Linked DNA regions of Mus musculus: region 2 is linked to region 1. Evidence: chromatin contacts called from public HiChIP or PLAC-seq data. All regions are on one chromosome and are shown on one strand. Each heading gives the region's core, a stretch centred on a gene start, on an enhancer-like site or on the middle of the called end of the contact. The rest is flanking DNA. Distances are from core to core; before and after follow the strand shown.

Region 1 (5,257 bases), core at 926-3,425:
GCCACAGGAACACCCACGTCCTCATAGCTCTGCTTGCCTTAAATTGCTCTGGTCAGCCGTTCTGGGAACCACAGCTGTTGTCGATGATCCTGAGGAAACACAAACAGACGCTCTCGCCCAAACCAATTGAGAGCGCTCCTCTCTCACCTGATTCAGCGCCTCATTATCTCTCTGGAGTTCTGTGCCACATCTTTAAAACCCCCTGTTCCTCTGCAAACCTCAAGTCCCCATGGTGCTTGGTGCAATTTGTCCCAAAACCGTGAACCTTAACTTGTCCTTTCTTTTCCTTTCCCTTTTCTTGCGAGCACCCGACTGGCCAGGAAGAACGACGCTGCAACAGGATCCTTCTGCACACGTTTATTGGGAGAGCTTGATTGCAGAGGCGAAGTGACCCGAAGCCCAGAACTGGTGCTGCTTATATAGGCCTAGGAGAGGCGTGACTCACACCCGGATTGGTTGTGCTTGGGTTATGCTAATCACCTCATTTGCATGCCTACATCTTATTGGTTAACTTCTCTCTCATCTTGGCAAAAGAACCTTTACTGCCTATGTATGTGTGGTGGCCAGCAGTAGCCAACTGCCACTCTGCAACTGCCACTCTGTAACTGCCACTCTGCAACGGCTTCCCACACCCTTTTCTTTTTTCCTTTCCTTCCAGCATCTCATTTGGGGTGTAAGAATTACTCTGGAGGTGACACAGATGTCCAATCCTGCTGAACCCGGAGTGGTTCTCCTCGGTCTTTGGGTGGCCTCATAGACACTGTGGTCTGGAACGCCCCATACATTTGTGGGCCCTGGGGACGCGGGCCCCCTGTCTCGTTTTTTGACTGTTGCATATTATTTTGAAGTATCAGTCTCCCTTTTATGTCCTTGACCGATCTACACTCATTAGCCCAATGCTTTCCTTTACCACACTTTGGGCAGATGCCTGGCACCTTCTTTTCAGGTTTACTCCTTCTATCCCTAGGGCATTGTCTTTGTATATGTCCTGTCTGTCCACAACTGTAGCAAGTTATTCCTTTTGATCTCTGAGCCGATAATACAGCTCCGGCTAGACCTGAATTAGACAATGGCCCTCCTATCTCTCTGCATGCCTTCACCCACATCTGCAGGCCCTTTCCCTTCCAAGGTGTTATTGTATTCCTACACTCCTTTGTGCATTGCTCATAAACTAGTTGTTCTATCAATGGCATAGCTGCTTCAGAATCACCAAATATTCTTCTGGCTGCCTCCATCATACGGGCTACAAAATCTGAAAATGGCTCATTCATTTCTTGAATTACTTTTGTCAAATTTCCTGATACTTCCCCCCTATTAGGCAGACCTTTCCATGCCTTTATAGCTGTATTATTAATTTTTCATAGACCTGCACTGGATAACCTACTTGATTATTTGCCCATTGTCCTTGTCCTGTAAGCATTTCGAAACTCCATGCCAGTTGCCCTGTTGCTGCATTGGCACAGGCCTGATTAGCGCTAACATTATGCCAGATAGATTTCCAATCTAGATATTGTCCCATAGTTAAGCATGCTTTAACAACACTCATCCAATCATTGGGTGTCATAGCAGTGTGAGCGAGCCTTTCTACCTGAGATTGGGTGAAAGATGCATTGACTCCATAGGTCCTCACCGACTCTGCTAAATCTTTTACTTGTTTGTGCCCCAAGGGTTCATAATATCTACCCTGATTTTGGTCCTCAAACACCGGAAACATCTGTCTCAACTTCCTTCGTACTGCTGGAGTACCAAAGGAGTGGCTGCTTCCAGTATCACTTCCTGTTTTCTTAGAATAAGGTGGAGAAGGTGGAGGGACACTGGGAGCTGACTCTATCGGGCCATACCGTTCCGACTCATAAGCTGCAGCAACCTCTTCTAGCTCCTCCTCCTCCTCTGTAGCTAGTTCAGAATCTTCTGAGCTCGAAAGTTCAAGCTGTTCTAGATCAGTTAATGATGGGCTTGATCTCCGTTCCACCCCCCTTTTTGGTCTCCTTTTTTTCTTTATCCTTTTGACTCTTCTTTTCCTTTTCTAGTTTTTGTTTTCTGCGCACTCCTGCTCTCACATCTTTCTCTGTTTCTGACATACTTTCCTGATGTTCCTGTAACAGTCTTTGTCCCTCTTTTTCACACTTCTTATCCTGTATACAAGCCCTAATTAGTTTTCAAAGCAGAAATGCCTGGTTTCAGTTTCCCTTCCCAGCAAACACACTCATGCCCTGGACGATGGCAATTAAGGCAATAGCACAGAATCAGGACTACTATAAAGATGACTAGAATGAGACAAGCAACTGTTAAAGGATCTACTCCAAAGGGAAGCACACCTCTCAAAGACGTACGTTACTCCTTCCCCGTGATGCAGTTCTGAATCCTCCCTGTAACAGGGGGTCTTTGCTCATGCCTGAAGATGTTTCGTTCCCGGGTTTCCGCACCACTTGTGGACGCCCGACTCACCAGCAAGGAAGACGCCACAACAGGATTATTCTGCACACGTTTATTGGGAGAGCTTGATAGAGAAGGCAAAAGTCCCCAGCCCAGAACTGGCGCTGCTTGTATAGGCCTAGGAGTGGCCTATACTTGATTGGTTGTGTTTCAGTGTCTCATTTACATTCCCCAGGATGGGCTGTGACGTGGCGCAAAACCCTTATGCACATGCGCACATTGGTTGTTTACCCGAACTTATGGGCGGTGGCCAGCGGTAGCCAGCGCCATCTTGTAATGGCGTATGTAGCTTCCCACATGCTGAACCCTTACAACCCAGGCTGAATTCAAACTGGATATTGTGAGGTCTCAGAGAAACCCGGGACAAATGGCTGAGGTGCCTATTTAACACACCAAGGCAGACTCTGGCTCAGTCCATACTCACAAGTGCCTGTTACAGACTCGTCCTGCCTGGCATGCCCCGCCCCCCTACCCGCATTCTCTCCAACGCCAGAGCTTTCTTCCCCTTACCCCAGATTCTCCCATTCCTGTATATATAACCAGCCATTTTGGCTATGTGGCCTCTCTTTTGGTCCACAGCCCCTCCTTCCTCTATGGATTCCCACCGCCATCTCATGGTCTGCGTCAGTCTGCTAGCCATGTGCAGTCTGGACTCTCCCAGATGCCTCTGGCTTCTCTGTCATTCATATCTACAGTAAACGTCCCCTCAACCATGCCGTCCTTTTCCCATTCAGACACATAGCAGAGAGCGGCCTCAAACCCTTTCTCCACACCTGTGCTAAGTCACACCAGCTTCATCAAGTAATCAAAAAGAACGATGGCTGACCCAGCCTCTCTCTGCCTCAGGAGTCAGGTTAGGACAGCAATATCTCATTTCTGACATTACCCGCCTGGGATCGGATGGGAAGCCCTGAGCTCATGACCACCCAACCTAGCACCCCTTTTATTACTGTGTCAGCATGGTGTCACTCTAAAGTTGAGCCAGAGAGAACCCAGGACAGGGACAGGGAGGCTGGCCCCACTAGCTCGGACTGTCCTGGATGGGGGCTGGTGGCGGCCATCTGGTCTCTTCTAGATGGAACACGGGGGCAGCCATTTTGTCTCCACTGGGTGGAGCAAGATGACCTAGCTTCCCTGAAAAGATCCGGTTCACACTTTGAGTCAGTGTCTTTATTGGTTCAAACAACACAGTATAAAAACCAGACTTGGATGCCAGCATCGGGAACTCATAACAAATATTCTACAGCCTGGATAGTCGTTCTTACAGATAAGAGACAATGTCCAAGGTTTGGAGCGAGCACTCAGTGGTAAAACAAGCCCTGTTCCCAGCAGGCAGCTTACAACCATCCAGCGCCATGAGATACAGCACCCTCTTCTGGCTTCCGTGGATACTGCACTCATACCAACCCACATAATTTAAAATGAAAACATAATTTATATATAAATAAAAGAAACTATGTACAGTTGGGTGTGGTAACTAACCTGAACTATGTAGAAGACTGATTTGCTAATAATAAAATAAACTATGTACAAAAGGCTCCTGACCCTTGTTTCAAAAATTTAGTTCCCGGGGCTGGAGAGATGGCTCAGTGGATAAGAGGGCATTGACTGCTCTTCCAGAGGCCCCAGGTTCAATTCCCAGCATCCACATTACAGTAATTTCTTGTAACTCCAATTCCAGGAGTCTGACACCCACACACAGATACACACGCAGGCAAAAACAAACAAACAAACAAACAAACAAAAATAACCCACCAATGCACACAACACCATCTTTTGAAAAGTCACTCAAAGCTTTGGCTCTTGCACGTCCATGCCACACCCAAGAATACTACCTAAAATAAATCTATAAGGAGATCAAGTGCCAGTAAGAGACACCTTGATGGAATTAAAAATAAATAAATAAAGGGAGGATTTTAGTTGAACTTCCTGAAAGGATGCCTTCGCTTGAGACTGCCTCCACCTGAGAGCCAGGCCTTCCTACCTCCATTCAGCTGCCATGAATGAAGCCATTCAGCCCAGGTGCCATGAGCCTGCTGTGGCCACCAATAGTCTCCAAGGCTTACGAGACTCACTCTGCCACCCAGGCTTTGATACCCTCCCCCATGGTCACACTTTCCTGCCAATAGCCCAGGGAGTCAATGGCCCCAGCTCCTGTGTGTGGGTATGGACGTGTGACGAATATGCGTATCTATGTCACTGGCCACATCTCACAATTGTGCAGATAGACACATCCACAAGAGGGCCAAACACGTCCCAGCCATCAGTGATAATGGTGTCTTAGTCAGGGTTTCTAACCCAACACTGTGACCAAAATGTAAATTGAGAGGAAAGGGTTTAACCTGCTTACACTTCCAAATCGAGGTTCATCACCAAAGGAAGTCAGGACAGGAACTCACACAGGGCAGGAACCTGGAGGCAGGAGCTGAAGCAGACACCACAGAGCGGGGCTACTTACTGGCTTGCTCCCCGTGGCTTGCTCAGCCTACCTTCTTGTAGAACCCAGGACCACCAGCCCAAGGATGGCCCCACCCACACTGGGCTGGGCCCTCCCCCCTTGATCACTAGTTGAGAAAATGCCTTACAGCTGGATCTCATGGAGGCATTTCCTCAACAGAGGCTCCTTTCTCTGTGATAACTCCAGCTTGTGTCAAGTTGACACACAACCATCCAGCACAGACAGGATGAAGGCTGCATGTCTTAGGGCAAGAGGCTTTGGGGCAGTGCACATCTGTGCAGCATCTGGGGCAGTCCAGCTTGAAGCCCTCTTCGACTTTCTGAAATCTACCCAGCTGTGACCATGTAAAGTAGCCCAGGTGTG
Region 2 (5,257 bases), core at 1,000-3,499, 620 kb after region 1:
ATTAGAACTCATTAGAGATGGTTGTGAGCCACCATGCGGTTGCTGGGATTTGAACTCAGGGCCTCTGGAAGAGCAGTAAGTGCTCTTAACCGCTGAGCCACCTCTCTAGCTCCCTTTTTTAAATTGTAAATTATGTGTGTGTCTGCATGTGCACATGTGTGCTCGAGCTCGGGTACCTTTCAAAGCCAGACGGCAGCAGCGTCAGATCCTTGGAGTAGACAAGCGCGTTCATTTGTTTTGAGTCTGGGTCTCTGTGTAGTCCTGGCTGTCCCCGAACTCTCCATGGGGATCAGGCTGACCTACCTTTGTGGCTTGAGCCCTAGAGTGAAAGGCCTGTGCCACTATACCCGTCCCCAACAGTAAGCCTCATAAATAGACTTTGCATTAAAATGTAAAATTACGGCTGGGCGTGGTGGTGCACGCCTTTAATCCCAGCACTCTGGAGGCAGAGGCAGGTGAATTTCTGAGTTCGAGACCAGCCTGGTCTACAGAGTGAGTTCCAGGACAGCCAGAGCTATACAGAGAAACCCTGTCTCGAAAAACCAAAAACCAACCAACCAAACAAAAAAGATAAAATTACACTCATTTACTCATGAGTGCGAATGTATGGATGTGGGCTGGCCATCCACCGTGAGAGGGCTGGGGTCAGAGGGCAACCTGTGGGAATCGATTCTCTCCTCTGACCCTCACCTTGTAAGCGACCGCTTATCTCTTTGCTAGGCTCTGTTTGTTCCCAGGGCATAGGTACTGACCTGCTCTTGCTGAGCTCCGTGACCGGTGGACCGGTCTTAGTGGAAGCAGTTACATAAACAAAGTGGATTTCAGAGAGGTCAAAACCGAAGGGATGGGGGAGGGCTTGGGTCATCAGTGCAGAGTGAAGCCCAGGGGAGGTGGGACTGAGGCCTGGGGACTGAAGCCAGGGGAGGAAGGGTGGTAGAAAGGGAAGAAGCAGGAGCCAGCTAGATTGGAGTCCGTGAGCCAAGAGCGACACTTGTTGGCCGAAGAGGGGGTAGCCACCTGTGACAGGCTGCGGAGATGGGGTGGGGCTGGAGAGGTCAGGAGTAGAAGTGGGAGGGCCTCCCTAACAGAAGCAGCCTTAGTGGAAGTGTGAAGGCTTCCCCAGAAGGTGATAGAGTGGAGAATATGGGAGGCACATGGGGCTGGAGAGATGGCTCAGCGGTTAAGAGCACTGACTGCTCTTTCAGAGGTCCTGAGTTCAATTCCCAGCAACCACATGGCGGCTCACAACCATCTATAACGGGATTGGAAGCCCTCTTCTCTTCTTTCTGAAGAGAGCAACAGTGTACTCACATACATAAAATAAATCTTAAAAAGAAAAGAAAATGGGAGACACACACCTTCACAGGCCAAGGCAGGTGAATGAATCTCTGTAGGTTCGAGGCCAGCCTGGTCTACAGAGAGAGTCCCAGGATAGCCAAGGCTACACAGCTCATTTTTGTATACTGAACCTTAGAGTTTCCCACACCAAGTACCTTCTAGTGTCTCTTTAAAAAGCTAAACATATCTATTTATTTTTTTCCTAAGATTTATTTATTATTATATCTAAGTACACTGTAGCTGTCTTCAGACACACCAGAAGAGGGCATCAGATCTTATTAAGGATGGTTGTGAGCCACCATGTAGTTGCTGGGATTTGAACTCATGACCTCTGGAAGAGTAGTCAGTGCTCTTACCCGCTGAGCATCTCCAGCCCCCATCTATTTATTCTTATTATTACTGTGTGTGTGTATAGGCACATGGGTGCTATGGTGTGTGTGTGTGTGTGTGTGTGTGTGTGTGTGTGTGTGTGTGTGCGTGTGTGCCTGTGTGTACATGTCAAAGGACAGCTTTAGGATGAGGTTTCCAGGGTTGAACTCAGGCTGCCTGGACCCTGCAGCAAACACTTTTAATCTGAGGAGCCATCTTTTGTGCTTTCGGGCCCAGCCATCTTTTTGCTTTTTATTTTGTTATACAGTCTCACCAAATTGCTGGAGTTCGAATTCCGGTAGGCCTGGAACTTTTTGACCCTCCTGCCTTAGGGTCGTCAGCTGGTGGAATGACCCGCTTACACCTGGCCCGGCTCAAGTTTCTCTTAATCGAGTTTATTTCTGGTTTCCAGCCTCCTCACTTCTGCTGTGACTGGGCTGAAGACACCGGGGCAGGGATTAAATCCTGTTGTAGGTTTCAATACTGTTTGTAGAATCTTGTTTTGGCCGGCAGTGCTAACTGGAAACTTGTCGCCGATTGCCACCTAGTGGTCATTTGAAGAACTGCCCCAGGTCCAAATGAATTTCTCGCAGTTTATTGGGAAAAGGAGTTAGACTGCTCGCTATTCTGAATTCGGTGAGTACACAGTAGGAGGAGTGTTCAGGGCTGGGAGGAATGTGATTCAAACGAATAGTGTTGGGGAGAATGGCTCGGTGGGTAAGAGCTGCCAAAGCATGTGACCCTGAGTTCAGATCACAGAAGCCAGTCTGGAGCATGGTGTGCACCTGGAATCCCGGTACTGAGGCCGGAGGATTTCTGAGGTTTTTAGACAGCTTAGGCAGTGTAGCCAGGCAATAGCAAACTCCAGTCTGGTGTAGGAGAGACCATCTTGAGGGGATAAAGAAGAGTGATCATGGACATCTGACATCTGCCTCTGGCCCCCATGCACAGCCCCACGGGGACGAACAGATCTCCACTCCCAGACACTTCTTTTACTTCACTTTATTTTTTGAGACACGGTCTTATAGGTCTAATGTAGACTAGGACTCTTTCTGTAGACAAGGTTATCTTCTAACGCACAGACATTGGACTTCCTCAGCCTCCCAGTGCCGAGACAGTGCCGAGACAGAACGTGAACCCCACCGTATCTGGCTTCAAACACTTTTGTTTTGTTGTTCCTACACAGCATATGGTCTCAAGCAGCCCAGGCTAGCCCGAAACATGAACATACAGATGGGGAAGAGTTTGAACTCCTGATCCCATACCTCCAATCACCAAACACAGTTTCCAGGCCCACACCACCACCATGCCAATGTTTAGAAGGCTACTTATTTGTTCATTTGTTTATGTACGTAGTTTTCTGAGACAAGGTTTAAAGGTACTAGATAGGATATAAGGTAACCCTACTATCCCACTCTCCATTGAGGCTGCTGCATATTAGGAGTTAAGAAGTGTATAGAAAGCCGGGCGTGGTGGCCCACGCCTTTAATCCCAGCACTCGGGAGGCAGAGGCAGGAGGATTTCTGAGTTCGAGGCCAGCCTGGTCTACAAAGTGAGCTCCAGGACAGCCAGGGCTATACAGAGAAACCCTGTCTCGAAAAAAACAAAAAACAAACAAACAAAAAAAAAAACCAAAACAAAACAAAAAAAACCAAGAAGTGTATAGAAGGGTTGGAGAGATGGCTCAGTGGTTAAGAGCACTAACTGGTTTTCCAGAGGTTCTGAGTTCAATTCCCAGCCGCAACATGGTGGCTCACAACCATCTGTAATGAGATCTGAGGCCTTCTTCTGGCCTGCAGGCTTACATGCAGGCAGGATGCTGTATATATAATAAATAAATAATTAAAAAAAATTTATTTAGCCGGGCAGTGGTGGCACACGCCTTTAATCCCAGCACTCGGGAGGCAGAGGCAGGCGGATTTCTGTGTTCGAGGCCAGCCTGGGCTACGGAGTGAGTTCCAGGACAGCCAGGACTACACAGAGAAACCCTGTCTCAAAAAAAAATTATTTATTTATTATATGTAAGTACACTGTAGCTGTCCTCAGATATTCCAGAAGAGGGCATCAGATTTCATTACGGATGGTTGTGAGCCACCATGTGGTTGCTGGGAATTGAACTCAGGACCTCTGGGAGAGCGGTCAGTACTCTCAACCACTGAGCCATCTTGCCAGCCCTAAATAAATAAATCTTTAAAAAAATAAAATAAAATATATGGGGCTGGAGAGATGGCTCAGTGGTTGAGAATACTGACCGCTCTTCCAGAGGTCCTGAGTTCAATTCCCAGCAACCACATGGTGGCTCACAGCTATCTGGAATGGGATCTGATGTGATGCCCTCTTCTGGTATGTCTGAAGACAGCAACAATGTACTCATATAAATGAAATAAATAAATCTTTAAAAAAATATGGAAGGTACTAGATAGGACATGCTGCTGCTTCTTCAGGAGCTCAGCCAGTGTGACCTAAGTCCTGCTTTTATATGTGGCCTGGCCATGTCACTTCCTCTAGTACTCTGTAGCACTGCATGCAAGGCCGACCTGTAAGGACAGTGGGTATAAGACTATAACATTACACTTGGGTGTGAAACACAGGCCACAGGAGTGGTTCCTTGCTGATGATAGGTGCACACCAGCTCTCAGCAGTGAGCTTTTACATACTCTTTCCTTGGAGGCCTGGAGAGATGGCTCACTGGCTAAGAGCACACATTGTTCTTACAGAAACCAAATTTGGTTCCCTGCACCTAACCCTGGTGTTTCACAACCACCCAGAACTCAGCTCCAGGGACTCCAACAGCCTCTTCTGGCCTTCCTGGGAACCTGGACTCATGTGTTCAAACCCGAGTGCACACGATTTAAAAAAAAATAGAGATAACTTTTTAAAGCAGGTTGAGGTGGCACATGCCTTCAGTCCCAGCACTCAGGAGGCAGAAGTAGGTAGATTTTTGTAAGTTCCCGGACAGCCTGGTCTACATAAGTTTCAGGCTAGCTGGGGCTACATAGTGATATCCCAATTCAACCAGCATTTGTTTGTTTATTTGTTTGTTGATAAATGACTTTTAGAAAAACACTAAGTTGAGTGTTTTTCCAGCATGAATAGAACCCTAAGTCTGAGCCTTTAGCACTCGGGAGGCAGAGGCAGGCAGATTTCTGAGTTCGAGGCCAGCCTGGGCTACAGAGTGAGTTCCAGGACAGACAGAGGTAGAGATGGTAGATACACAGAGAAACCCTGTCTAGAAAAAAACCAAAAACCAACCAACCAAACAAAAAAACCTTGTGAAGACTCGATGCTCCAATGTAGGGGAATGTCAGGTCAGGGAAGCAAGAGTGGGTGGGTTGGTGAACAGGGGAGGTGATGGGGGAAACCAGGAAAGGAGATGACATTTGAAATGTAAATAAATAAAATATCTAATAAAGAAGAAAAAAATTAAAAAAAAATAGAGGAGACAAGGCCTGGGAAATGGCAGAGTAGGTGAAGGGCTGGCCTCAAAAGCTTGCAGACCTGTGTCTGGGTCCACAGAACCTGAGTAGAAGCCAGGCCTGTAGCCTGTGGC

What was found. HiChIP or PLAC-seq counts read pairs in DNA pulled down with a chosen protein or histone mark.
Region 2: a contact with region 1 is called in an H3K27ac HiChIP or PLAC-seq map of large pre-B cells, with 5 times the contacts expected there. The contact joins two enhancer-like sites. A contact is called at or near these places in 1 of 39 promoter capture datasets (pre-B cells), 5 of 484 Hi-C or Micro-C datasets (the G1E-ER4 cell line, cardiomyocytes and embryonic stem cells), 1 of 115 datasets of contacts at active chromatin or transcription factors (large pre-B cells) and 1 of 9 other capture datasets (embryonic stem cells).

What each region holds. Positions count from the first base shown.
Region 1 is chr17:28,892,801-28,898,057 of GRCm38.p6, forward strand. It overlaps Bnip5 (BCL2 interacting protein 5), which reads right to left. Exons shown (of 12, transcript NM_172450.3): 12 at 3,595-5,257. Among named protein-coding and RNA genes, the nearest start is that of 1700030A11Rik, 9.8 kb to the right of the region's middle. Within about 2 kb of position 2,176, at least 86 of the 459 cell types and tissues checked have an H3K27ac peak or open chromatin away from gene starts, as enhancers often do. A contact at or near this core is called in the G1E-ER4 cell line, where this site is marked.
Region 2 is chr17:29,512,367-29,517,623 of GRCm38.p6, forward strand. No RefSeq gene overlaps it. Among named protein-coding and RNA genes, the nearest start is that of Gm26885, 23 kb to the left of the region's middle. Within about 2 kb of position 2,250, at least 61 of the 459 cell types and tissues checked have an H3K27ac peak or open chromatin away from gene starts, as enhancers often do. A contact at or near this core is called in the G1E-ER4 cell line, where this site is marked.